Regions from separate parts of the Sus scrofa genome. Here regions 1 and 2 are each linked to region 3. A link is a contact called in public HiChIP or PLAC-seq data. All regions are on one chromosome and are shown on one strand. Each heading gives the region's core, a stretch centred on a gene start, on an enhancer-like site or on the middle of the called end of the contact. The rest is flanking DNA. Distances are from core to core; before and after follow the strand shown. Region 1 holds the start of DESI1 (desumoylating isopeptidase 1). Region 2 holds the start of SNU13 (small nuclear ribonucleoprotein 13). Region 3 holds the start of TOB2 (protein Tob2).

The links. HiChIP or PLAC-seq counts read pairs in DNA pulled down with a chosen protein or histone mark.
Region 1: an H3K27ac HiChIP or PLAC-seq map of alveolar macrophages shows a contact between it and region 3. The contact joins the promoter of DESI1 here to the promoter of TOB2 in region 3. A contact is called at or near these places in 1 of 47 Hi-C or Micro-C datasets (liver) and 1 of 2 datasets of contacts at active chromatin or transcription factors (alveolar macrophages).
Region 2: a contact with region 3 is called in an H3K27ac HiChIP or PLAC-seq map of alveolar macrophages. The contact joins the promoter of SNU13 here to the promoter of TOB2 in region 3. A contact is called at or near these places in 1 of 47 Hi-C or Micro-C datasets (skeletal muscle) and 2 of 2 datasets of contacts at active chromatin or transcription factors (alveolar macrophages and skeletal muscle).

Annotation. Positions count from the first base shown.
Region 1 is chr5:6,928,062-6,930,761 of Sscrofa11.1, reverse strand. It overlaps DESI1 (desumoylating isopeptidase 1), which reads right to left and starts at 1,391. Exons shown (of 6, transcript NM_001243397.1): 1 at 1,115-1,391. The coding sequence starts at 1,202. XRCC6 (X-ray repair cross complementing 6) reads left to right here and starts at 1,681. Exons shown (of 13, transcript NM_001190185.1): 1 at 1,681-1,703; 2 at 2,327-2,414. The coding sequence starts at 2,342.
Region 2 is chr5:6,889,589-6,892,288 of Sscrofa11.1, reverse strand. SNU13 (small nuclear ribonucleoprotein 13) reads right to left here and starts at 1,275. Exons shown (of 3, transcript NM_001190226.1): 1 at 1,154-1,275. The coding sequence starts at 1,156.
Region 3 is chr5:7,085,140-7,087,839 of Sscrofa11.1, reverse strand. TOB2 (protein Tob2) reads right to left here and starts at 1,443. Exons shown (of 2, transcript XM_021091455.1): 1 at 112-1,443. It overlaps LOC110260629 (a long non-coding RNA gene), which reads left to right. Exons shown (of 7, transcript XR_002343880.1): 7 at 1,911-2,700.

The DNA of each region.
Region 1 (2,700 bases), core at 142-2,641, 160 kb after region 3:
TATTCCCACTTAACAGGGTATGTTGGAAATGAACGTATATTTCTATATTTTTAACAAGCATCCTAGGTGATTCTGATGTGAAGCCGAATACAGGACTCATTCACTGGCCCAGGGTCAACCCCCTGAGACACATTAGAAACTCAAGGACATTAAAACTCCAAAGTAGCCTGGCTTACTTGACCTCTGCCATCTTGTCTCAGGAACATAAACATTCTCTAATGTCTCCCCAGAAGCCAGGAAAAACTAGCCATTCAAATGGATGTTGCCAAAGCTGTTCAGTTTTCAATTCCCAGAATCCTTTCCTGCCTAGTACCATCTGAAATCACACACCTGACAACTCCTGCATTACACAAGACATTTTGGTATTTGGGTTATAGAGAGGTTTGATCTACACTGAACTAGGGCTGACTTCCTCTCCTGGGGGTAAGTAGTTTAATGGAGCACTACGGAAACCCTTCCCTTACTAATCCTTACGCGCACAACAGCATCCTATTCTCCCCCAGAATTGCTTTCTTACCATCTGGGCAGAAACGGTGAACTCAGAAACTGCTGAGAAGACGTCAGGGTCAGACCGAACTTGTTGATTTCTTGAGTTCGGGCTCCAGCCGACCCGACTTAGCTGGGCGCCTGTGCAGCTCTAGCTCTCCCTTCCCACCTACCCCAGGGACTGCAGGAGTTCCCTTTTGGCACGGAGGGAGGGCTCTCCTCCGCAGTGTCCCTTTCACCGCGAGGGGAACCGCGCGCCAGGCATCTGCACCATCTCCACACAGCGCCGAGGAAGAAGGAGCGTAGACGGCTCCTCAGGCGACGAGTCAAGGCGCCCACCGGGACCCAGAGCCGGCTTCCCCCACCTCCCGGCTGAAGGGGCTCTGAAGGGCTACGGGAGGGTGTGACTCCGCCATCCTTTCTCCCTGAATTCAAACGTGAAGATGGGCCAGTGGGGCTGAAGGGGCCCAACCTCAGACTCACTCCTTCTCCACTCGGGCTGTTCTCCATCCCGTGGGCCCCGCGCCTCCCCCTCAGCCGTGGCCCAGGCCTCCCCACCTCGGCCCGCCGTCCCGGCACCCTCGCGCCCGGCTCCCGCCCCCCCTGCCGCCCGCCCCATTCCCCTCACCCAGCATGATGGGGCTGAGCCGCCGGGCCAGGCCCTTGGACAGGTCGTACACGTAGAGCTTCACCGGATAGAGATTCGGCGGCTCCATCGGGACCCGTGGCGGCTGGGGCCACGAAGTCCCTCAGGCACCCGGCAGCGGCTAGGACCTTCCCGTACCCGACGGGGGCGGGGAGCGGAGGGAGGGGGGAGACCGAGCCCGGGCCCGGCCTGAGGGGCGGGGGAGAGGCCGCCCAGCGCTGCTCGCGCCCCCGCACCCGCCACCGGCAACGACTACTATGAGGTGACAGAGCGCGGACGGGCAGGGTCCTCGCGGAAGACCGGGCGGGGGCGGGGACGCATTCTCGCGCATGTGCGCGCAGCCCTGACGGCCGGCGGGGGGCGGGGTTTCGACGGAGGGCGGGGCTCTGCGGACGGGGTGGGGTTAGAGCGGGACTCCTGTGGAAAGGGCCTTGTGGGAGTGGGCGTGTCAGCGGGACGGGGAAAGGACGCACTCTGCGTGGTGACGTAAGGGGCTTTGATTGGGAGCGAGAACTGGACGTGTGTGGCGCCCCGCCTTCTCCCGGTAATTGATCTTTTCTTTGCGCCCAAGGTAGGCGGGAGGGAGTTGTGTTCTGTGTTTGTTGCTCGCTGGTTGGGGCTGGCTTCGTCCTGCTTTGCCCACTCAGCCTTGCGCATCCCAGTAGCCTCTCCGCGGGACAGTGTCAGCCAGAAGTGTGGGGACTCGAGGCGTGGAGACAGCTTCTCTGATTCCCTTTCCTTCCTCCCGGGGGGAGACAGCACCCGGTGTTGGAGGTCCACTTGCGTTTGAGAAACCTCACTAGGCAAAGCTGAAGAATTGGGGCAGATGTGGGGGCGGGATGAAGACAGGTGGATCTGCTTAAGGACCGAGTACCCTGAACTAGGGATCTCTGAAGTCCAGATGACTGGACCTCCAGGTCAGACTGCCCTGGCACAACCTTCAGAGTGGTCAGCCCAGGCCGCTGGCCCTGAAGTGTCCTTAAGGAATAGCTAAGGTGAAGCTGCTTCTGGAATGATCCCCATGCCCATTTATCTCTGCACCTCAATTACCAAGCTCTTCAGGTAGCAGGATCCAGCATCCGCATACCTCTCGAGTAACCTCCAGCCTTTAGGACAGATCTCAGAGGAGCCTAGGAGTTGATAGCTTTTAGGTTTAAATTTGCTTGTTACTGACCTTAACTTTCCTTCACCTAGTGAGCAGTAACCAACATGTCAGGGTGGGAGTCTTATTACAAAAACCAGGGCGATGAAGAAGAAGAGGAGGAGGGCCGTGAAACGGGTGGTGAGTGACTTTCACTAACATGTACGGATCCGTGTGTGAAAGACTTTCCCTGCCTCTCTCTGTTGGGTGACCTTTGCTGTCTCATGGCCCACCCTTTTCTCCCAAGAGAATCTCAAATACTTTTCTCTCTTTGAACTTTGCAGAGCTACTCTTAGTCTTCACGACATTATAACCTTAAACTTTATTTTTATTTTTGATTTTTAGGGCCGCACCCGTGCCATATGGAGGTTCCCAGGCTAGGGGTCCAATTGGAGCTACAGCTGCTGGCCTACGCCACAGCAACGCA
Region 2 (2,700 bases), core at 26-2,525, 200 kb after region 3:
GCAGGTTCAATTCCTAGCCCAGGAACTTCTGCATGCCAAAAAATAGTGCAGCCAAAAAATAAAAAAATATGAAATCTGAAAGGTTTTGATTTAGCAACAAATAGCAAGTGCTCATTCTCTCCATACCAAGCATTAGGACTAGGTGTGTAACATGCATTACATCACATAATTTAATCCCCTTACATTGTTATCCCATTTTACAGTTGAAGTAAATTATTCTTAACTTCGACCCGAGGTCACTCAATTCCAAAACTTTACAAAACTGTCCACGGAACGGCGGAAGATGAGTAGTGGTTCAGAAGCTTCAAGTTCTAGGCTCAGACACTTAGCTTCAAAATGGGGATGAGGTGGGTGGGGGGAAGCCTTTTGGGAAGATACCTGCTGGGATCCAAGATCCGTTGAAAGGATTAAACCTCATTATAGAAGTGAAAGTGCTTTACCAACTCTTCTCTCCTTACTAAGTGCCAACCCAAACTAGCTACCAGGCCACACAATCCGATTAAAAAGTTGAACAACGAGAGTTCTGGGGAAACCGCACGTGGTGCTACTAGGACTTCTGATTCTGAGGCTAGCGCCTCGCAGGAGTCTTTCCTGCATTCCAGTCTGGGTTCAGGGTCATTCCGCATTTCCCACAGCCTCCAAACACCAAAAGGTCCTTTAATCTGTGGCACATGTAACTCGCGGCGGGTACCAGGCATGGACGCCTGGAGACCTCCTTCTCCTGAACATCATCAGTAGGGAAGTGGGGTAGGGGAGGATGATCCAAATCCAGCGTTCCACTAGCGACCCCCACAAAAGGAAAATAAAGCACATGGAGCCAAGTTTTCTCACCTAACTTTCTACTCTTTCCCACGTGGGTTGCTCTTGGTCTTTCTCCCAGGTCGGGTTCTGCCCCTGAGCTCACCGCACGCCTCTGGCCGGGAGCACAGACTGCTACAAAGCACCCCTTTCACAGCAGTTGGGAACCTGAGGCTTCCAGAGTTCTAACCTCGGACCAGAAGAAAAGGCAGAGCTTGGGACTGCGCGGCCGCCGGAGCTCTAAGCCGGGGCGGGTTGGGCGAGACCGCGCACGTTCTCAGCCCCGGACAACTAGTGAAAGAACCGAACCCGAGTCTCCCACTTCCCGGCCCTTAGGCCAAGCGCACGCTCTTACCATGGCTGCGGTGCCGATGTGTCCGTCACTCCTCTAGGAGCACAGGAGACGTCAGAGCGCGAACGTTCACCACCGCGGAAAATTGTAGAGGAGTGGAAATGGCCTCGCGCGCGGCAGGAAGCGGAAGTGACGTCACCAAGAGGCGGGGTCACGCTCCTTAAGGGGCCCCGGCGGGGAAAGAGTTGAGTTCTGGCCGAGGGATCACATTTTGCTTTTAAAAAATCATGTTCTAAAAAAGAAAAAGTTGTCATTCTACTATACATACTTGGCAGAAACAGTGAATTGAACATTTCTAAAAAAAATCAAAGAGTTTCAATGGAGTCGTCGTTCCATTGCTAGTTTATTTTTGAGCACATTCTTTTGTTTTTTGTTTTTTGTTTTTTTTTGCTTTTTAGGGCCGCACCCGCGGCATATGGAGGTTCCGGGGCTAGGGGTCCAATGGGAGCTATAGCTGCTGGACTACGCCACAGTCATAGCCACATCAGACCCGAGCCGCGTCTGTGACCTACACCACAGCTCAAGGCAACGTGGGGATCCTTAACCAACTGAGCGAGGCCAGGGACTGAACTGGCAACCTCGGATTCCTTTCCACTGTGCCACTACGGGAATTCCTCTTGTGCTTTTAAAATCATATTTTTGACCCTATACCGGTAAAGGAAATTTATGGAGATAATGATGGATAATCCTAAATGTTTTTCTTTTTATCTTTCTTTCTTTTTGGCCGCACTGCAGCACGTACAAGTTCCTGGGCCGGGGATGGAACATGTACCACAGCAGTGGCCTGAGCCTTTGCAGTGTTAATGCTGCCTCTTAGCCTGCTGAGCCACAAGGGAACTCCCCTAAATGTTTTTCTTCATATTCAGATGTCCTTGTTGAAATTTCTGGTTGGGGACTTCCTTGATGGCTCAGCGAGTTAATTAGGATCTGGCATTGTCCCTGCTGCGGCTTGGTTCAATGCTGTGGCACAGGTTCCATCTCTGGCCCAGGAATTCCCACATGCCCTGGGTGCAGCCAAAAAAAAAAAAAGAGTTCCCCTTGTGGGTCAGTGGTAATGAACCCGAATAATATCCATGAGGACTCGGGTTTGATCCCTGGCCTTGCTCAGTGGATTAAGGATCTGGCAGTGTGGTGAGCTGTGGTGCAGGTCGCATAAGCATCTTGGATCTGGCATGGCTGTGGCCAAGGCCCACAGCTCCAACTCTGATTCAACCCCTAGCCTGGAAACTTCCACATGCCGCAGATGAAGAGTGGAGTCCATCAGAAATGGAGTCTATTGAGTAGGGAATTCAGGAAGAAAAGCAGATTTGAGGATGGGCTTGCATTTCTGTCGGGTTGAATTTGATAATGTCTCGGACGCCCATTTTCTTCTGGCCTAGCACGCTGCTCTTTTCGTTATGCTGCTCCAGATCTCCATGTTTTAAAGGCTAGGCTCATGCCTCACCACCTCCAAGAGGTCCTTCCCCATACTTATGGCCCTTACTCCTCTCTCTTCACCTGATGCCAGGCATATCTTGGGACCATTTGGATCCAGCCAAAACTAGAGCATT
Region 3 (2,700 bases), core at 194-2,693:
CGACCGCAACGTGGAGTGTCCAGCAAAAAGAGCTGGAGTGGGGCGAGGGTGGGGAAAGGCATCCGGCCTATTGGGTCTGGGGCCCCCCCCGCCCGCAAGGTTCCTACTCACTCACTCGGGTCTCCGCGGTGGCGGGGCGGTGTGCCGGCCGCGGGGCGGCTTCTCCCTCCAGGGTGGTCCTGAGCGCGGGGCGGAGGTCACTCTCCCTTCTCTCCCGGGCGCCGCCCGGCCGGGGGCCAAGGTGTCTTTTTCTTCGTTGAGGGTTGGGGGACGATTGAGGGGGCTTATGGGTTATGATTCTCAATAATTCTTTCTGCTTTTTGGAGGTCGGGCTCGGCGGCTAGGGACGGAGGGCGGGCGGGCCGGCCGGCGGCGACGAACCGCGGATGGCGGACTCGAGGGTGGTTCGTGTCGCGGGGCGGAGTACGGTCTGGGCTGTGGCCGGCGAATTGGTCTTGCCCTTCTGGCCTCGCGTTTCCCAAGCCACTCGCTCCCCCCCACCAAGAACCCGCTCCTTCCCGCGCCCCGGCCCGAAGTGAGCAAAGTCAATGAAAAGTTTCACCCTTAGCAACCCTGCGCACGGATCCGCCTTCCCCACCCCTGCGTGATGCGTCCCTCCGCCCTGCAGGGGCGGGGCCGGGCGCTGGGCCGGGACTACTTCCCAGCCAGCAGGCAGCTTAACCCCTGGAGGCGCGCGGCTCCCTGCTCCGCGTGGAACCCGGGGGCCCTTGGCCACCGCCCTAGTCCTACGCGTGGGTGGCCGGTCACCCTCCTCACTCAGATCCTGGCTCAAATATCAGCAAGGCTGCCTCTGACCGCCCTGTGTAACGCGGGCCGCCTCCCCTTCCCATCACGACGCCGGCATCGTAGTTATTTTCTTCATGCCCAAACTGCTCAAATTGTCCTCATCGTGTAAAGTGTTTCCCTATGCAGACAGCAAGCTTGCGAGGGTAGGGTCCCGGTTTGGGACCCAGCTGCTCACTTTAGGTGTGCTGGATGAATGGGTGTCCAAAAGAAGGGGACGTCCCCGCTGTGTCTTCAGCCCTGCACCTGCCCTGGCGCCGAGGGTTCGTATGCTTTCCCGAACCATCGCGCAGGCCACCTCGGCGAATCCCTTCAGCTCGGCGCATCTGACAGTCCGACTTTTCCCGCAGCACTCGCACCACACCAGTAAAATCTCTTCGCGGGTGGGGAGCTCAGGGGACTACTGGAGTTCTGGACAGATTTTGGACCTTTATCAACTCCAGTTGTCCCGAATCTTCCAAGAGCCTCGTGCCTCATTTGGGGACGACGCCTAACGTCGAGGGGAGTGCGAGGGAGAAACCGGGGCTTGGGCACGCAAAACGGGAGTAAGAAGGGGCGAGGAGGATGGGGGCGCAGGAAAAAGAGCCAAGCGATACATTAACCTTCCACTCGCGGCCTCTGGCGCGGGTTAACCTCACCGCAGGGACCCGGCCAGCGCTCTCTGCGCAGACGCGCGAGCGCGTCCTCCGCCTGCTGCAGGCGGAGCTCCGGCGTCAGAGGACGCCCCTTTTGGTTCTTCCCAGTCGTCGAACCCCCCCCAAAAAAGGGGTTACTGGAGCCTCATCCTTCAGCAACAGCCTTCGCCGGCATCCTAGGGCGCCTGTTTATGCCAGATGCCCCAGGCTTGCGCACCAGACGGTCCCTTGATTCAGACTCGCACTTACATCCCTTGCCCCTGCTATGGCCAAGGGGGTCACTCGGCTACTTTGTCACTGTGAGGGGCGCGGAGTTGGGGGTGGGGAGGCCTGTGCCGAGTGAGGTCACAGGCACGGTAGACTGCCAGGTGAAGCCCAGGGCCACTGGGAGCTTTCGCCTTAAGTCTTATTCCCATCCCTTCTTTAATCGCCCATTCCCTAACTCTCTCTCACACTTTATTCTCATTCTAGATGGTTCCGGCCCAACGGCAGTCGCCGAACCCACGTGGGGTGGCGAGATCCAAAAGTTTCCAGACACGGTTTGCAGTTTTTTTTTCCTTGATCACTTTTTTTGGCAAGGACAGGCGGCAATGGTAGCGTAGGGGTTTAATGCGCTTCTCCTGACTGCAGCGGAGAAACGCTGGACTGGAGGGCAAACTCCAAGGGGACAAGAAGGGGGAGGGAGCCTGGGCCGGAGCGTCCCCATCCCCCACACCCCGAGCGCTTTATCCCCTGGGGCACCTCCAGGGACTACTTGCTTGTGCGTCAGCAAGTGGCAGAGCGTCACTTACACGCCCCCACCGCCTTGCCCGACTCCATCCCTCCCCTTTTTTTCCTCCTCCCCCACCTCCCTCTCCTCCCTTCCCCTCTCCTCTCCTCGCGAGTCGCAACCCAGCGAGATCTGGCTCGCCGCTCCCTGGTGCTGAAGCGCTAAAAATATAACCAGTATGTTAGCAACAGCCTTCCCATTGGTCGGAAACAGGGAGCGGCGACATCTGATTGGATGTTCGATCCAACCTTTTAGGACTGGGAGGCGGGGGCGTGGAGCCATGGAGGTCTTGGGGGGGAGTGCGTTTGCGCATTGGGGCGCTGCAAGGGATACTGGTATTTGTAGTTATTTACTAGAGGCAGCCTTAGAAGTAGGTGGGTTTGAATCCCAATTCTGCCACCAACCGGGTTATCTTGATTGAAAGGCACAAATTCTCTTTATACCGTCAGACCTGTCCTCTCGTCCTTAAAATGGAGATCGAGATCCTGTGGG